2 separate regions of the Rattus norvegicus genome follow, and region 2 is linked to region 1. The links are chromatin contacts, called in public Hi-C maps. All regions are on one chromosome and are shown on one strand. The core of a region is the stretch at or near the end of the contact, and the rest is flanking DNA. Distances in the headings are between cores, read along the strand shown. Region 1 holds the start of Atp2c1 (ATPase secretory pathway Ca2+ transporting 1). Region 2 has its middle 26 kb from the start of Pik3r4.

Region 1 (5,214 bases), core at 1,631-4,130:
CACATAACTTTGCCTTCTGATTTTTCCTAGGAAATAGGTGAACTATTAGTTTTGATGCTTTAGTTCAGATGATGTTAAAGGTTTAAAAGAAGACAGTAACTGAGGGAAGATTTCAAAGTAGCTTTTCTATAGTCCTTTATCATCTGGATTTATAAAAATGGCAGCTGTCATACTTGCATGTCCTTTATTGGATCAAAAAATAGTTGGACTAGGCTAATTTGTAGCAAGTATTTGCTCTTTATATACTTTTAAATGTTCAAATTTTATTATAATATAAAAAAGCAAGGTAGCTCATATCCTCTTAGGATAAAGCACAGTATGAATAAAATTGGAGCATCATGACCGTTCTTCCCCACGCTTCCCCCAAGAAAAGCCTCACAGTTCTGCCTTTCTCGGTCCTTTGACCACTCTTCTTTCTCATCTCTTTACCCCCACCTACTTTCTTGGTGATGCTCAAGTTTGAAGTGCCCCTCCCCTGAGGAACACTCTCAGCTCCTGTAACCACATTTTGCATTCAATTTTGTGGGTTAAATATTCAACAAAAGAGGAGTAAAACCCAAATTTTAGGAGGCTGGTTTCTAAGGGAACTTTCTGGGGTTGACTGCAAGGAAACTTGGCTATATTGTAATTCATGGCCATTAGGCCCATTGTAGCTAGTCTTCTGCTCGTTTCTTCACGTATCAAGCTTCCACCATGGCAATGCTTCTTCTTTGTTTATTGTCTGTCTTCCTGTGCTTTTTCAATCCCTTCTAACAGTTTTCCATGGAGTGGAGTACTTCCACATGGTCATGCATTTTGCATTTTAGTTTCCTTCTTACACACTGAGGTGGGAATAGCTATATAACACTCACAGAAGGATCCAGCATGCTCTGAGGAGGAAATGAAAGAGGAGAGCATGCTGCTCTGGCTTTAATAGTATTAATTAAAGCTTTAATATGTAAATTGTATGCATATACATAACAAATTCTAACTCTCAATCGTAGGAAATAGAAGTTGATGTTACTGATGTTGGCTAGTGTGGGATAGTTAGTGATCTGGTACAGAATGGGAAACCCATCTCAAGCAACACACGTGTAGTTTCAGCTAATCAGTCCAATAACTAACAATACAGAGGCCCTAATTTTCTTTTCTTTTGCTGTCATAAGCCATCAGAAGCAGCAGGAAAGGGTTTACTTGGTTTATACTTTCTATCACTGAAGCAATCCAAAGCAGGGACCTGGAGGCAGAAACTGAAGCAGAGCCCAAGGAGGAACACTGCTTCCTGACTTGCTTCTCATGGTTCCCTTGGCTTCCCACTGTGTATAACCCAAGACCACCCATAGTTTCTGGGTACTCCCACATACCTCAATTACTTCCCCACAGACTTCCCTGAATGTAGGTCTATGTGATGGAGACATTTTGAGCTTCCATTTTACCAGCTGACACCAGCTGTGTTAAGTTGATAAAAAGAAACCCCAGCACAACCATAAAGTTGTTGAATTCTAAGTGTTTATACAATGTAATCTTCCTTATAAACTGTGTTTTAAATTATGCTTGTTGCAACATTAATATTCTGTAAGTAATAACTGTTACAAACCAACTTTAAAACTGAGCACCAGACAGCAATTTTATTATAGAAGCCACAGGCTTATGCCATGGGGCATATAAACATCATTAAGCATGCATACCGAAGTGGAGATGAATTATAGATTTCTACACTAGCGCGGCCTGGAAATTGTGGCCATCCTCCGCTTCTGTTTCCTTTGAGTGGCATGAACTACTATGTCTAGCAATAGCTCATTTTTCAAAATAGAAGGAGTGTGTACGTCAAGCCAGAAGCTATCCAGAAGTTTTGATTCCAAATGAGCTTAACAGGCACCCTGCATAGTAAGACAGACAACTTGGTCCATTATGTTGAACGTGTGTTGGAAGCATGTTATAGGAACCGATATAGAAGAGCAATTTTTTTTAATGGTTATTTGGTCACGGAGGAAAAATAGCTGTAGAGGCTTTTTCTTTGGAGCAGATGGCAAGGGAGGGGTCTTTGGAGGATGCTCCAGCACTGGCCACAGGTGCAGTCCTGCCCTCTAGTGGATATAGGTGAGAGTGGTTCAATGGCTACCTGCGCTTTAAGAATAGCAACTATTCATTAAAAATCATTTACTAGGGGCTTGTGTGAGGTGCTAAGTGAAAGGCTGACTTGGAAAATGATAGCGGCCAAAGTAATATTGGTTCTTCGGCTTCGATGGGAAGGCGACTGATTTCTAGATTCTATCCCAGCTATTCTGGTTGCATATACTCAATGAGAAAGGTCAGGGGTCCTTCCTCGAGCTGTCATTCTGAACCTTTCATAAACCTGGGGCTTCAGAGCACACTCCTGAGCAGGAAAGGATTTTGGAAACCGGCTCCATGATGACTAGTCCTCGCAAGACCAGAGACGCAGCCAGAGCTCGTGTTTACAAGTGAGGGTACGGCGTGGAGGAGGCCGCTGACAGGAACACCAGCTTCTCTCTGCGTCGTCCGAGGAGATTGTGACGGCTGTGAGTTGGGAGAGACTTCCAGAGCTGTGCAGAGAGCGCCCAGGCGACTCTGTGACACGGCTATGGCTGTGCCTGTCTCGGTCTCGTTCCCCCGGCCTCCTGGAGAGAATGTGTGGCTGGAGACAGGGACGGGTGTGCTTCCGCCCCTTGGGCCGGCGGGTGTGTGGAAAGTGGGCAGGCGCTATCCTGAGAGCCCAAGGGTTAGCCTTGGGCCCCGCGCGCTCTCCTACAAACCCTCTGCATCCCCAGACAACGTCCATTAGGGCCCGCAGGCTCGCTTCACTGCACTTCCGCTCACCCTCGCAGAGAGCCGGAGTGCGCCTGCGCGCGCGCCTCTCCCGGCGGAAGTGGTAGCGACAAAGCTCGGTGGGCGGCGGGCGGTGTAGTGCAGGGAGCGCCGGGCGGCGGGCGGCAGGGAGGGGCGGAGCGCAGGAGGTGGAGGCGGGAGCAGAGCTGCTCGGCCGTGCGCGGAGACGCGCGGAGCCGGCGGGCCAAGCTTGACGGGCCCCTCGCCGCTCCTCCTCTCCCCTCCCTGCCACCATCCTGCTCGTTCTCCTCCGGACGCGGCTGGGCTCCGTGTGGCGCCACCGTGCCGCCAGCAGTGCCCGTTCGCCCGAGGCGCGTGGGGCGCCCCCGCAGCCCCGCGAGTGAGTCCTCGCAGCTTGGAGGGAGGGAGGACGTCTTGGGGTGCCAGGGAGGATTCCGGGTATTTACTCCTGCCCCTATTTCCAGAAACTTCCAGGTCCGGAGGGAAGGGGGCGTCCGGGGAACGTCTCTTGCCCGTAGGGCGCCTCTAGGGCGCCGCCCGGCTGGTGTGTGTCGCTGGCGCTGCAGGCGGCGCAGGGGGTGGGCTAGGGTGGTGGCGGCGGCTGGGCGGGGGTCGCCCTGCTCCTCTCCCCTCTCAGCTCCGCTTCTCCTGGTTTCTCTTGCAGATGCTGCTGCTAGGGGTGGTGGGAGCAGCCGTGGGACGCGTGGCCGGGAGCGGGGGTGACAGCCTGGGATTCCAGGGTCTTCTCTTCCTTGTCCTCCTCCTCTCCTCTCTATTCCCAGTGTGGCCGTGGCTGACACTAAAGACTTTGTAGCCATCAACCAGAGTGCAGTTTCGATGGAAAATGAAGGTAAAGGCCCCTGGCAGATGGGCTTGTAATACAAGAGTTGAGGGTGTGGTGGTTTGCTTTTTAAGTTGTCCTTTCCCACCTTTTTATTTTCCTGATTTTATGTAATTGATTTTTCTCCCCCTTTGCATGTGAAATGTCAGAGGATTTGCTTCCCTAAGGGCATGTAGCTTTTATTTTGGTAACATGGGCATTGCGGGGATTAAGGTTCTGCGGGTGACAGCTTGATTCTGCTTTCCTGGGAAATGGTTATTTTCTTTAGCTTAGGGAATGGAACGGAAGTTTTCATTTGAGATAGCATCTGAGCACATCCTTATAGCTCTTTGAAAGGAATCCGTGGGTGCGAAGTGGAAAGGGGCAGAGAAGGCAGTGGGTCAGATCTCTGTATATTTGCGTAGCAAGCTTTGTTAGGGCGTGTGACTGAATCATAAAAAGATTTCTAAAATAAATTCCAGCTTTGACAAAAAGCGTTTTTGAACTCAGATTAAGGGGGAAAAAAAAAACAAACCCAAAATCAAAACACCCTAACCCTTTAGTTTAATGAAATTTTCAGAGAGTTTCCTGTCTTAAAGTCCCGCCCTATTTCAAAACATCTTTGGGAGGTTGACAGTGGAACCTGTTTGTCCCTATTACACATCGTGTTTGGACGCATTTGTCTGTCACATTACTGGATCGCTTTGGCCTCATTCAAATAATGCTTCTCATTTATAGCACTTAGGTTTTAAAAAGTATTGACTAACTGAGTAAATGATTTTTCTTCCCTCTTGAACTAACCATGTTTATTGTTTATGCTGACTTTCTGGCTTGTGTATAATTATCTTTCTTTTTTCCCCACCTCCCTTTTTGACTGGACTGCAAGATGCTAGAAAAGGTACTTGACAAATCATTTCTTCCTCCCTTCCCTTGTTTGCTTTTAAAATCTGTATCTGGTACACAGGAGCTGCAGTGTAAGTTGAATGCTTTTCCCATTGTTGAGAATGTAAGCTTGATTGGCTAAGTAGGACTTTAAATCTTAAAATAGGTGTTTCTTGTGGATGTCGTAATCTGTTGTGCGATTGGAGAACCGTGGCATATGTAGGAAATATGGTGAGAGGCATGGTTAACTTGGCCCGTTTCATTCTAGAGGGATAGTTGGTGGAATGCGTTTTCTGACACACTGAAGTGTGTAACTGCAGAGGAGTTTATGCTAATTGGATCTTGAGGAAAGCAGTTGTGTTTTTTTTCTGATGGTATGAAAAATTATCCTCTTGTCTTTTATAGATTTCAGAAAGTCAGATTTTTTTTATAAGACAATATTAAGCCCATTCATATAGCGGTTTCTATTTAGAAATCTCTGTAAGTAAATCTCAGAGTTACTGTACATATCCGAGCTATTTTCAGAGTATTACCAGATTTAGCAGAGTAGCCTGAAGTAGGTGGATACTTGGCTGTTGGTTTCCTTTCTCGGTGTCTTAGGAATCAGAGTGCGAGTAATGGAGCTAGCGCTTGTCAGCTGAGATAGGGGCGGCGGTTGTTAGGAGTGTGTCTGTATTTTATGGCCACACAAGAATGAGGTGGCCTCAGTAAGAGTATAAACCTCA
Region 2 (5,214 bases), core at 985-3,484, 110 kb before region 1:
AGCTCCACCTCTTGCCCTCATCTGTCAGGTCGAGTTACCTCACCGTCCTGGCCTTCGGCTCCCAAGAGCAGAATTTCTCAGAAAACAGAGCATATGGCTTTAAAATGAGATAAAGCCGAGATTCCGAGATTCTTCCTCCCTGGTTTAGAATCTTAGTTTCAGCTTAGCTGTGTACCATGCCTGACTGCAGATTCCAGGAAAGACTTAACCCATAAAGAAGCTAATTTCCTCACATCCAAGAAGGCTAAACTCTGTTGCCAGCAATTAATATCCCTCTGTGCTCTTTCACTAATGCAGATCCAGGATGTAGGTAAGGACTTGGCAGGATGACAGAGGATATCTTTGTCTAGGGGCGAAAGAAATTTATTAGGATGTGAAGGAGATGGGCAGGTGCTCCTTGAGTTATGATAAGACAGCTCTCGAGGAGTTTTACGAGTAGAAGTGCTTTAAGTGTGGCCGGTTTTGATGGTCTCTGACTTTTTACAGGGTGACCTTTGAATTCCCCTTCAGATCCTGAAGCAGAGGTAACATTGTGGGATGCTTTCAAAGACCTCGGCCCTTCGTGCCTGGCTCTAATTATCTCTCCCTGGTGGTGAACTTTGGCGAGGATACAAAAGCGCTGCTGCCTCGCCAGTGAGCTGGTCACTCCTGCAGAGAGGGATAAATCATTCTTGATCCAGCCAGAATTCTCATCACGCCTAGAGTTGCTGATGCGTGGGATGCAAATTAGAAGCACGACCGGGAAAGCAAGGCAGAGGATGCGGGCTGAGTGCCAAGTGGGCCAGAGCTCTGGCATGCATTTGGTGATAAATAGCAGTTCTGGGCATGCTTTCATCATTTAAGTGTGGCCTATTAATCCAGTAACTGGGACGGTGAGTTGGTGTCTTTTGTCCACCCTTGCGGTTGAATCATCTAGACTGGGTCACCCTTTCTGGACTCTATTTAAGGCTTTGTGATAGTTCCTCTTCATTGTCAACTTGATTGGATTGAGAAATGTCTAGATGTCAGTCAGGTGCACCTGTGTGCGTCTACATGGCGGCTTCCTGATAAGATTGACTAAGGAAGAAACAGCCACCCCTGACTGTGGGTGTCAACATCCCCTAGGCTTCAGCATAGATGGAATGAAAAAGGAAATAAGGGAAGCCTGCTAATTCTCCCTCTCCCCTTCCCCACCTCTTCCTCCCTCTCTCCCTCCCTCTGCTTCTGCTTCCTGGCTGCCACACCACAGGATGAGCTGTTCTGCTCTACCACATTTCTCAAAATTCCAAAACCAGGAAGGGAAGTACATTTTCCTCCATTAAGTTATTTTGCTCAGATGTTTTGTCACAGAAACAAACAAACAAAAGCTAACACTAACACAGTCATAATGTCACATCCACCACCCAAGCATCCTGGCTAATTTTATTGTCAACTTGACACAACCAAGGGTCACCTGAGAGAGGGAGTTTCCACTGTGGGATTGCTCAGATCAAACTGACCTATTGCCATGACTGTGAAGAGTTACCTTGATTGTTAATTGATATGGATGTCTATAAAGTTGTATGAGAAAGCTGGTTGACCATGAACAGGAGAGAGCAGTTCAGCATGCTGTGTTCTTCCCTGGTTCCTGTCTCTGCTCACACATGGGTTCTTGTCCTAACATCCCCCAGTGATGGACTGTAATCTGTAAGCTGAAATAAACCCTTCCTTCCCTGAGATGCATTTGGTCATTGCTTTATTGCAGCAACAGGAAAGCAAACTAGATATGATTTCTATGGTATGAGTTCCATATTGTATGGGATAGATCTTATATGTTTACTGCTTGAATGTGGCTCAGTGGGAATGGTCCTCCTTTTAAGAAGGATTAAAAAAATATAGGCCCGAACAATGCTGAAGATAAGACTGCCTGCATGGCCTAGAATAAGGTGCAAAACCAGCCAACAAGCCAGACGTAGGAGCTGGCAAATGAGGCAGCATCTGTGCAGCTTGGCAGTGTTCCTTAAAATAACTTCACGCTAGCCCAGATGGACAACGAGGGCGGTCGGAGAGCCTCCTTCACTGAGACAGCCAGACCTGGGTAACCAACTTCCTCTTGTTTCTCTGAGTTGGACCTCAAACTTCGCTGATTACTATCTGGTGGGGGAGGGGAGCATGGGCAGCAAAGCAATTGTTTCAGACACTCATTCTGCTTGACCAGTTCCCATGTCCCTCATAAACAAGGAGGAAATTCCTGGCTTGGTCTAACAATTACTGCCTGTTAGAATTTAAAGGGACAGGGCAGTGGGAAAAGTCCCTTGTTGCATTGCCTAGGGACAATGGGTCCAACCTCTGGTTAGACTTCTGTAAAGGTGGGAAGAGAAAGTGGATTCTAAAGTTGTCCTCTGACCTCTACATGTACCTATACATGTGCACAAAAACACAGACAGACAGACAGACACACACACACACACACACACACAATTTAAAATAAAATAAAATATTTAAAGAATTTAAAGGAACTAGAAGACTAGAGAGATAGCTCAGCAGTTAAGAGCACTGGCTGCTCTTCCAGAGGTCCTGAGTTCAATTCCCAGCATCCACATGGTGGCTCACAACCATCTGTAACTCCAGTCTCAGAGTATGCAACACCTTCTTTTGCCCTTTTTGGCACAGTAAGCACAGATGTTTAAGCATATATGCAGGCAAAACACCCATCCACATAAAATAAAAATAAAGAAAAATTTAAAAATAAATAAAATGTCAAAAAAAAATTTCCTTTCCTCATCATCTACTGTTCTGTAGAGGCATTCTTCCCTTCTCTCTGCTTGTACTTGAAAACTTTGTTGAGTTAATTTGGTTATGTAGCTTTTTTTGCCCTCCTTAATGACAGATACTCAAAATCATTTAACTTGTTTAATTTCTCCATGGTCTTCTGCATAATATCCATGGCAATGTGGGTCTTCAATAAATATGGATGAACGAATTTATCATTGAATGAATGAATGAATTGTCATTAAAGTTCAAGGTATGTTGGCCTTAGTGACACCCTCTTGTAATTTTATTGGTCTTGGTGGTACCCCCCTATAATCTCATTGGTCTTGGTGGCACCCTTCTGTAATCTCATTGGTCTTGGTAGCAACCTCCTGTAATCTCATTGGTCTTGGTGGCACCCTCCTGTAATCTCATTGGTCTTGGTGGCACCCTCCTGTAATCTCATTGGTACACAGGCCTACAAGTCTCAGGCAACTTAGGCTGGCCTTGAACTCTTGTTCCTCTTGCATTTGCTTCCTGTATGCTAGCACATATAGTCATATACCCGCCATGCTCACTTTCTTGAAGCTACTTGTTATAGACTCACACATGCTCTAGATAATTTCTCCTGTGGTTTTTCATGGGCAGGGAATGCCTATTGATTCTATTTCCCTTTAAAACATTCCATTTACCCTTTTTACTTCTGTAAATTAGTATTTACATCTTCAGGCCTCTTCAATTTCGAGTTTTGGCAAGCCTATTTCCTGGGTGATGATGTGCATCTCACCAGGAAGTCTGTGGTGTGTTTCTTTCTCTCTTCCTATTCCCTGGGCAGCTACGGATGTTCAGTGACCACTTGATCTCCAAGGACTGTGAGGTGGCAAAGGTGTTCTTGCATTCTCCTTTTTCTATTTGTAGGATCTCCATCCTTTCTACTCTTTGTTTTTAATAGTGATTGTCCTGGTTAGTTTTCTGCTGCTCTAATAAAACAGCATAGCCCGGGCAACTTATAAAACAAAGCATCTAATTTGACTTACAGTTTCTGAGGGTTAGAGTCCATAATGGTGAAGTGAAGAAACAGCAGAGAACTCACACTTTCATCCATAATCAGGAGGGAGGGAGGGAGGGAGGGGGAGAGGGAGAGAGAGAGGAGAGAGAGAGAGAGAGAGAGAGAGAGAGAGAGAGAGAGAGAGAGCGCTCAAATCTCAGGAGTCTTTTGTAAACTCAGATTCCAGTGCCCTACTCCAGTGACACACCTCCTCCAATAAGGCCATACCTCCTAATCCTTTTCAAACAGTTCCACCAGGTGAGGAACAAACATTCAAATATATGAGCCTATGTGGCCATTCTCTTTCAAAGCACCACAGTGATTAAAGTTGTATAAAAGAAATCTTTCTTTTATTTATTAATTTTTAAGGCAAATCATTGATTCAGTGGTTTCTCTGAAATTACGAATCATCTTTGTGGATTAATGTGTGTGATAATGAATGAATGGATTTAAAGATACTTGATGTAAGTCCCAGGTAAACACTATCCTCACTCATGATAAAGTTATCTCATCTTTGGGACTCTTCAAGGGAGTTCCAGGGGGTTGGGGATTTAGCTCAGTGGTAGAGCGTTTGCCTAGCAAACACAAGGCCCTGGGTTCGGTCCCCAGCTCCGAAAAAAAGAAAACAAAACAAAAAAAAACAAAAAACAAAAACAAAAACAAAAAACAAGAGAGTTCCAGCTCCTCAAAAGACTTATCTTCAACATCAGCCTCTGCTGACAAACTCAGGGCAATCCTCAGAGTCCTGAGTTCAGAAATTACAGATGTGAGGCACCACACCCAGCTTTAAAGTCTTTTCAACAGGACTATGGATGTAGAGAAGGCCAAGAAGTGACACACACCTTTAATCCCAGCACTCAGGAGACAGTGGCAGGAAGATCTCTGTGCGTTTGAGGCCAGCCTGGTCTACAGAATGAGTTCTAGGGCAACCAGGGCTACACAGAGAAACCCTGTCTTGAGAAACAGACAGACAAACAAGACAACAAAAAGAATAATATGGGGGTTGGGGATCTAGCTCAGTGGTAGAGCGCTTGCCTAGCAAGCGCAAGGCCCTGGGTTCGGTCCCCAGCTCCGAAAAAAAAGAAAAAAGAAAAAAGAAAAAGAAAGAAAAAAAAAGAATAATATGGATGTTAGAAAAGATCAGGGAGGATTTGGGCGGCTCACTGTTTGCTACAAGTCCCATTGTATTTTAATGTTGTTAGTCTCTGAAGCATGAGTGAGAAGATTCACCAAAGACAGGCAGTGTTAGAGTGTGAGCCACGGAAAGTATCTGTTACTTCAGAAGAAATTGAGACGGAGAGGTCCAACCCATGCCCCTTGCTGTCAGGTAACCACTGGTGGCCTTGAAGAGGAAGTGCTTCCATTCCAGATGCTGCACAACTGGGCCTTGGTAAGAACTCGCCTCTGGAGCACTCAGGAGTTCTCTCTGTTTATGTCCTTATCTTTCGTCCTTTCTT

Evidence for each region. A called contact is a pair of places that touch in the nucleus more often than the background predicts.
Region 2: a contact with region 1 is called in a Hi-C map of kidney, with 4 times the contacts expected there. The contact joins the enhancer-like site here to the promoter of Atp2c1 in region 1. A contact is called at or near these places in 11 of 12 Hi-C or Micro-C datasets (the A7r5 cell line, the Rat2 cell line, Schwann cells and 6 more) and 1 of 1 datasets of contacts at active chromatin or transcription factors (oligodendrocytes).

Annotation. Positions count from the first base shown.
Region 1 is chr8:115,007,747-115,012,960 of GRCr8, reverse strand. It overlaps Atp2c1 (ATPase secretory pathway Ca2+ transporting 1), which reads left to right and starts at 2,880. Exons shown (of 28, transcript NM_131907.2): 1 at 2,880-3,166; 2 at 3,452-3,637. The coding sequence starts at 3,632.
Region 2 is chr8:115,118,056-115,123,269 of GRCr8, reverse strand. It overlaps a transcript of Rpl29 not described here. Among named protein-coding and RNA genes, the nearest start is that of Pik3r4, 26 kb to the left of the region's middle. Within about 2 kb of position 2,234, at least 43 of the 93 cell types and tissues checked have an H3K27ac peak or open chromatin away from gene starts, as enhancers often do. A contact at or near this core is called in kidney and prefrontal cortex, where this site is marked.